2 separate regions of the Mus musculus genome follow, and region 1 is linked to region 2. The links are chromatin contacts, called in public promoter capture Hi-C maps. All regions are on one chromosome and are shown on one strand. The core of a region is the stretch at or near the end of the contact, and the rest is flanking DNA. Distances in the headings are between cores, read along the strand shown.

The links. Promoter capture Hi-C pulls out the DNA fragments that hold promoters and counts their contacts.
Region 1: a promoter capture Hi-C map of liver shows a contact between it and region 2, with 2.8 times the contacts expected there. The contact joins the promoter of 8030423J24Rik here to the promoter of Med10 in region 2. A contact is called at or near these places in 2 of 39 promoter capture datasets (both in liver) and 1 of 115 datasets of contacts at active chromatin or transcription factors (stem cell-derived neural progenitor cells).

What each region holds. Positions count from the first base shown.
Region 1 is chr13:70,881,537-70,885,574 of GRCm38.p6, reverse strand. It overlaps 8030423J24Rik (RIKEN cDNA 8030423J24 gene), which reads right to left and starts at 2,627. Exons shown (of 3, transcript NR_157373.1): 1 at 2,529-2,627; 2 at 2,048-2,176; 3 at 1,072-1,712.
Region 2 is chr13:69,808,132-69,811,703 of GRCm38.p6, reverse strand. Med10 (mediator complex subunit 10) reads right to left here and starts at 1,822. Exons shown (of 4, transcript NM_138596.2): 1 at 1,652-1,822; 2 at 14-97. The coding sequence starts at 1,773.

The sequences.
Region 1 (4,038 bases), core at 1,378-3,877, 1.1 Mb before region 2:
AATCACGTACTAAGAAAATCTTCAAGTCATCTCTGGTCAGGAGGACAGACACTGATCCTTTGTTTTAGTTTCTGTGAAGAACGCTGGGTCCATTACAGTTGGCTCTAACTATGGTCACTTCTCCACTGCCACATGGCCAGGACACGGTTGTCTTCAGTTGTTGGCCAATCTTCCACTTAGCCATTCCGTCTAGAATCATCTCACAAATTCACAAACCAATTTCTCTCAGTCTCCTGCTTAAGGAGCCTCTCCACCCTCCCTTCGGGGATGAAGCCTTCTCATGTGTACTGATGTCAGGAGGAAGCCCATGAGTACACTGGCTTCCTTGTGTGTGGAATCTACAACCAGCAAGCCCTGAACTGGGCTGGAGCCTGGCAGCTTGAATTGAGGCACTTTGGCATAACACCTCTGCCACTCTGAGACTGAGCCACCAGGGACCTGACAGACAAGACTCTTTCCCTAGCTGGCAGCTCCCTGCTCTAGTGTAGACACTAAATTCATAACCAAGCAGGCAGCTCTGTCTTATGAACTCACCTCAAAGACCCTCTCTAGTGACAAGCACCCTGACTTCCAACTGGCCAGCTCACCCCAGAAACACCTAAAGACGTGTCATAGGAGTTACTTGTGAGGGGAAAACTGGATAACCACAGGTTCTGGATCCAAGTTTCAAAAACTATTGAGAAAAGTGATTTGTCAGAAAAGGAACACATACAAATTCCCATGCTTCTGTAGAAACAGACTCGGTGGGAAAGCTGTATAAGGACCAGCTTGTGTTCACAGTGAACTTCAGCTTCAAAGGGCATCCAGACAGGTCCACCACTGAGCAGTCTTAAAGCCCAAGATAGCTGAACAGCAGGATGCCCTCAGCTTCTCTGCTGTGTGGTGGCTCTAGGGAGAAGTGTGACCCCTTCCCCTAACTTGGAATCCTGCCAGGCGGGTCCCAGAAATAGCACTTGTGCTGAAGGAAATGGCTTCAACTTCCTCCTCCAAGCTTGAATTTGTATTTCTGTGACAGTCAAAAAGCACATATTTATGCCTCATAGATAATAAATGTGTACATGCACATAAACTGGAAAAGAAGTGCTTCATTGTATGCAAGTAATTTGATGAAAGAATGCGTTTTAAATATTCTTACCATACAAACACACAAAGAGCTCCGTGTTAATTTTCTTGGCTGCAGTAATCAGCATTGTGTATGCTACTGTGTAGTTTGTATCCCTAACCTCACGGTTTTCATCCTAAGTTGCAAAGCAACTGGTAAGAATAGTAAGATCTTAAACTTTAGATTGTTCAAACAGCTGGCAAAGGATTAGACAGGAATTTGAACTATGGTTGCTATCTATTTTGGAACCTGCTAAAAATACAATGACTTTCCGATGGCAACCTTCTGCAGCTCTGTGTCAGCACTGAGTATCTGCTCCTTCTCTGCAGCTGGCTGTCCGCCAATGAGAAGCTCCGGCAGCTGGAGCCTTCCCAGGGCATCTGCTCTCTTCTCATGCTCTCATTGTCTCTGCTCAGTTCATCAGCCTGTGTGTGAGTTTCCCTCATGGCAGGGCTTACAGCAGCGAGGGACAGGTGTTGACCATCATAGAAATCTTCTTCCTCTGGCACAACACATGCAGGTGCGTGGCTCTCCCAGACACCGCTAGAACGCCAACAGGGAGATGGGCCACAATGCTGCTCATGGTGCAATCGGAAGTCGGAGAGGAAGTCTGCGAAGGAAACACATAGATCACCTCACCAAACATTCAGTATCCAGCCATCGAAGCAGTCCAGGATGAGTTTCAAGGACCTATGGTGTGTGTGTGTGTATGTCCACACAGAGGCGAACATATATTTAGATACTTGTAAGTATATGTGTATTGGAAGACACAACTCTTTCTACCTACTGTTCTGTCTCTTGATTTATTTATTGCCATTGGATTGATTTTCCTTGATGATGGTTGCAAGGTAGAATTATCCAAAAGCTTCTCTAAGAAATTGGGGTATTTAAAAGCATACAAACAGACATATAACATAAGGACAAGTAGCAGGGAGAAGTGCTCACCTCGGTACTGAGGCTGCCTGAGGGGCCTTGCAGTGTGCTTCGGAGCCAGCATTCCTCAGGGGATGGCAGGTGAAGCCATGAACGCTTGCTTCTCTCCACCATTTCACTCCATTCTCACAGAAGCCTTTCCTTCAGATCAGCAGAGAAAGTGATACAACTGGGGAGGCTCTGGCCTCTTGCAGAAGAACCACAGCTAACTGCCTTCCTTTCAGCAAAAGAGAGGATGCACTGAAAGGCTGTCTGTCCTCTGTGCCCTGACATTACTAGCTATCAACCCATGTCTGTCAGAAGCCCTGATCCCTACCAGAGCATTGGTATAGTTACTAAAATTGGGGGCAGGAGTCTTGGCAATAAGATTTGAACCAGAAAGAATCCATTGGGAGGATAAAGCCAAGCCTGGAAGAAGAGCTCTACCGCTCACCCTTAATCAAGCAACCAGGCAATGTGGACAAAGGGTAAGCTGCAATTATTAAGCTAATACCTGGTGGTTTCCAGGCCTGCACATCAAACAGGAGACAGCCACCATTTGCCTCTCAGTTAATACTGACTTGAGTTCTGCCCTTGGGTCACAGTATGGAACACTGATGCAAAGCTTCCCAAAACGATTACCTACACGTTCTGTTCTTTGTTTTAATCCATGGTATTCACTGTCTTATCAAAGGCTGTCCTTGAGAATATAGTACTTGTTGGTGCTGTTATCCAAACTTCAGCAACTTAGACATCAGAAAACATTTGAGGGAGGGGCATAGAGATGCGACTAGGTTGCCTGGCATGCAGAAAGCCATAGGTTTGACCCCTAGAACCTAATAAACCAGGCACCATGATGCACAGCAGCAACCCAAGCATTAGAGAGGTAGGTGCAGAAGAATAAGAAGTTCGAAGTCATCTTTGGCCATAGAGTGAGTTCAAGGCCAGCTAGAAAAAGAGGGGGAAGGAACAAAAGAAGAGGAGTGTAGGGAGGAAGAAGGTGAGAAAGGAAGGGCAGATCTATGGGGTTGTAGACAGTATGTAGATGTAGGTAGAGGGATATAGATGGTGTTCTTGGTGGCCCTGCTGGGCTGGCATTCTTCACAGAGCTGTTGTGTCACCTTATGCTATTTGCAGACTTAATCAGTGGGAGAGATCTTCACTTAGTTGTACAGCCAGAGCCTTTCAAAAGAGACCCTTGGTATTGACTAAGAGTCCGTGACTGTGCATCTGCAGTCTACCTTGAGCTTTCCTGTGCGTGGGACAAGAATTTAACATTACAGAGAACCGTGTACCACCCAGGATTCTTTGTATAGTACTCAGCTAGCTTCAGATACTGCCAGCTCAAACTCCCCATGTCACTTAAAAAAAGAAATCTATCATGAATTAGCTACCAAACAAATAAACAAACTGTTGGAATTTCAATTGTTTTCTCCATACAGGGTACAGCACACCCATGCTATCCGAGAATGGCTTTTGCATGAAAGCCCTAGCAATGGTGAACAGTGTGTTTTGAGTTTCAGTTACTCGGAAAAACTGAAGACTGCAGATCTAGGCTTACACCTGTAGTATAAATGTGTCCTGCTCTGCTTCTCTGAATAGGTTTCTGTTTTGTTTCAGTCCTGAGAACAGAGGTGAAATCTTTGCAAATGGACTCTCAATGAACCTGCTTCCTCTGTCAGCAGCCTGTGTCTGATCCTGCTCCATGAAAAGGCCTGTGCAGAGACTCCATACCTCTGGCCAGGTCCTTCTAGGCCTGTCGGGAGGAGACTGTGGAGGACCATTCTTCCAAACCCAGATCCTTAATTGCTCCTATGGTTTCTCCAAAGTTACTTGAAGATAAAACTTCCTTACTCAAGTTCCATGGCATTAACGGACTTATCTACACTATTAAACATTAACCCAAAGTCAAAACAATCACCCTCTACCGAACACGTTGCCAAAGTCTTTTCTACATTTAACTCTAGGTGTCTGTCTCAAGTGAATGATGGTTTTAGATTCATCCAGCTAACGGGAAACCATTC
Region 2 (3,572 bases), core at 573-3,072:
CAGTGATACTTACTCAAAAACTTCCAGAGGCACCGTGATATCGTGCAGCTGCTGTCTGCATTTATCTATGTCCTGTAAGCCCGTAACAATAAAGTTTCTGGGAAAAAGGCAGAGTGGGGTACGTGGTTAGTTCAGAGGACAGCACAGCACACCCCTACACGGCACTGGCCACTGTGCTTCAATTCCTGAGGGTTAAAACGGCCAAGGTCAAGGACACCGGGGCAGATAACTGAGGTGGCAGCTGGGTATGAGATAGCCACGGGAACTGGATAAGAGAACAAGGCCAGTCACAGCAGGCTCTGGTCTAGGCAATGCGCCAGCTTGTTCCCATCCCACAAAGCCCTCCTTGAGGGGCAAGACCACAACTCTATACCTTAGTAAACATCCCAAGTGAGACACAATCCTGTACCCAGCTTTAAGAGACTGAACTGTGGGTAGAGATGGTTTCTTGGGCAGTCTCTCATTCCAGAAAAGGGTCTCCCCTGGGTGGGAACACAGAGAGGCGGCTTCCAGGTCCAGACACTAGAGGCAGGACTGGCCGTGTCTCAGCTAGGGCTATGCTGGCTTCCTTCTCCCAGATGAACCTGACTACCTGTCTGCTCTGCCTGTACCTTCATGTTACCTTCCTAACCCAGGAGCACCAGCACCAAGGCAGCTCAGTGGCTGGGATCAGAGGGAAGTCGGGAGACTGGCGCTAGCTACCTTAACAGGCTTCTTCCTCCCTAATGCTGCACACACCTGAACCCTTAATTGCCACGGGATTCTGGGGACACCTTTGGACTTACAAAATATGTTCAGATGCTTAATTTTTCCCTTCTAAACTCAGAAAGGAGGTGAAGAGAGAGCAGAGCTTTCTGGAGTGCATGTCACTGAATGGAGTTTCAGGGTAGACAGCGTGGAGAAGTGGGCTCCAGTTTAAGTGCAGTACCCACAGTCAGCAAGGAAAAAGCCCATCCCTAGTGGGTTGAACCTCGGCTCCCTCCAGAACCACTCCAGATCCCTGGAAAGTGTCCCATATATAAGCGGTGAGGCCTTCTCCTGAACACTGTGTTGTTTCCCTGTAGGCCATTCCAAGGCCTACACAAGATACTGTCAAGAAATCAACCCTCTGTGGTGGCCTTCTTCCACAGCGAGGCCTATGCAGCAGGTGGCTCAGGGCCCCCCTGAGGTGTGAAGTCAACCTCCCCAGTGCGGTGGGGTGGGGTGGAGTGTCCGTGGTGCCTACCTCCCCTTACGGCATCAGGGTAGTCCCAGACTGTCCTGTAGGGTCAGAGTGGTGCCAGCCTCCCCTGTGGGGTCAGGAGGGATCCTCCTCCCCTATGGGGTCAGGGTGGAACCGGCCTTCCACGTCCGGCCAGGATGGACCTAGAGCTACCTCTATCCCAGCGGGGTCATGACTGAGCCTCCTCTCCTGTGCGGTCAGATCCTCCTTCCCAGTGGAGTCAGGGTGGAACCGGCCTCCAGTGGGGTCAGGATGGAGCCCGTCCGCCCCGGTCAGGACGGAACTCGCCTCCCCTGTGAGGTCCGGTCAGGATAGAACCGGCCTCCCCTCGGGGACCCGGGATGAACGTTAGAGCCCCAGTGGGGTCCCCAAGGCCGGCGGGCAGGGGCTTCGCACAGACGCGCCGAGCCCTGCCGGGCCGTCACTCACAGCTTCTGGCTCAGCCCCGCCTGGCTGCTGGGCTGGAAGTCGCTGACGATGATGCCGAGCTGCCGAATGTTCTCCACGAACTTCTCCAGGTGCTCCTCCAGATGGTCAAACTTCTCCGCCATCGCCGGCTCCGCCCGCCTCTTAGCCTCAGCTCCGAGCGACTCCGGGTCCACAGTGCTCGCCCGCTTCCGGCTTCCGGAAGCCCACATCCGTTTCCTCGGGGGCGGGGCCTCCTGGGGGCGGGGCCCGGGCGCTATGGGCGGGGCAAGAGACGGGGTAAGCCTTTGAAGGGAAAACCCGCTTGGAAGCTTCTGAACTGTGTGTGTGGGAAATGTTAACCTGGAAAACACAGCAAAGGCATGTGTAAAGGGGCAAAAATGAAAACTCTTAGCTGGTACCTAGCTTTTCTCAGTAAAGAAAAAACAAGTCTCATCAGGGAAGTAAAGAAAGCTAGATTGAAGGACAAGAATTTAGATACAGTGGACCTTGTATGTTCATAATCTGGAAAGCTTGCGAGATGTAAGCAATTTTCTTTAAAAGATAATTATCTGGGCCCAGTGAAATGGTTCAGTGGGTGAAGACGCTTGCTGCTAACCCCGACAACCTGAGTTTGGTCTCCAGAATCCTACATGGCAGGAGGAGAGAACAGAATTCTATAAGCTGCCCTCTGACCTCCAGACAGGTACTGTGTCACAGGTATGCCCACACACGGCATACACAGACACACAATACATAATAAGAAAATGTATTTAAGTGGGAAAGTCAAAATAGAGCCATGCTTTTTAAAACTGGCCAGGAGACAACAATCACTTTCAAAAAGAAAAGAAAGAAGGAAAGAGAGAAGGAAAAAAGGGAGGGAGGGAGGGAGGGAGGAAGGAAAGAAGGAAATACCTAAGCCCTAGGTACTTTTCAACTCACTTTTTAAATTAATCAAACATTAAAGAACAAATTATTTCAAACTTCTGCAGACACTTTTAAGTGCTAGAAAAGGAACATTTCACAATTCAATTAAAAGGGGTGGTGAATTTGATATGAAAACCAGTCCTGAAGGACAAAAAGAAGAAATATAAGTAAGTCTTTCAACCTTCATGAAAGGAGAGACAAGGGGACAAGTGAGAGAGACAAATAGGGAGAATGGGGATGCCAAGGGATGTATACAGGTTCTCTGTGTTAGACTAACAGAACTTAGAGAGAGAGAGAGAGAGAGAGAGAGAGAGAGAGAGAGCGCACACGTAATATGAATTTATTAGAATAACTTATAGGCTGCCGTCCAGCTATTCCAATGGTGGATGGCAGTGAACAGAGAGTCCAAGAATCCAGTAGTTGCTCAGTTCAGTCCGTGACACTGGATGTCTCAGCTGGTCTTTGCTGGTCTTCAGTATACACTGGAATCCCAAAGAATCAGACTTTAATGTCAGTGAAGGAATGGATGTGCTAGCAAGGCAAGGGCAAGCAGGCAAAGAACAAAAGCTTCCTTCTTCCATGTCCTTATATAGGCTTCCAGCAGAAGGTGTGGCCCAGATTAAAGTTGCACCTCCCCACCTCACTATCCAGATCAAAGGTGTATGTCTTTTTATCTTAAAGGTTCAGAGCAGAAATGGATCCACCCACTTCAAACCAAGCAAAAACGTCCCTAACAGACACACCCTCTATTTCTGGATTCCTGTTCATTCCATATGTAGTCAAGTTGACCACCAAGACTAGCCATCCCAGCTCTCCAAATGCCCAGAACTGATATGTTGAATGCATGTATATTTAGTTTTATATATGTGGTGTTAGAGTGTCTGACAGGGTGTGTCAGGGGTGATATAGCAATGGCTGATTCATGGTGGAAAAACTGAGAATCCAGTTGCTGTTCATTCCGCGGAGCTGCATGTTTCTGCGCCCCCAATCTGTTGCTGGACTCCTGGGAGATTCCTGG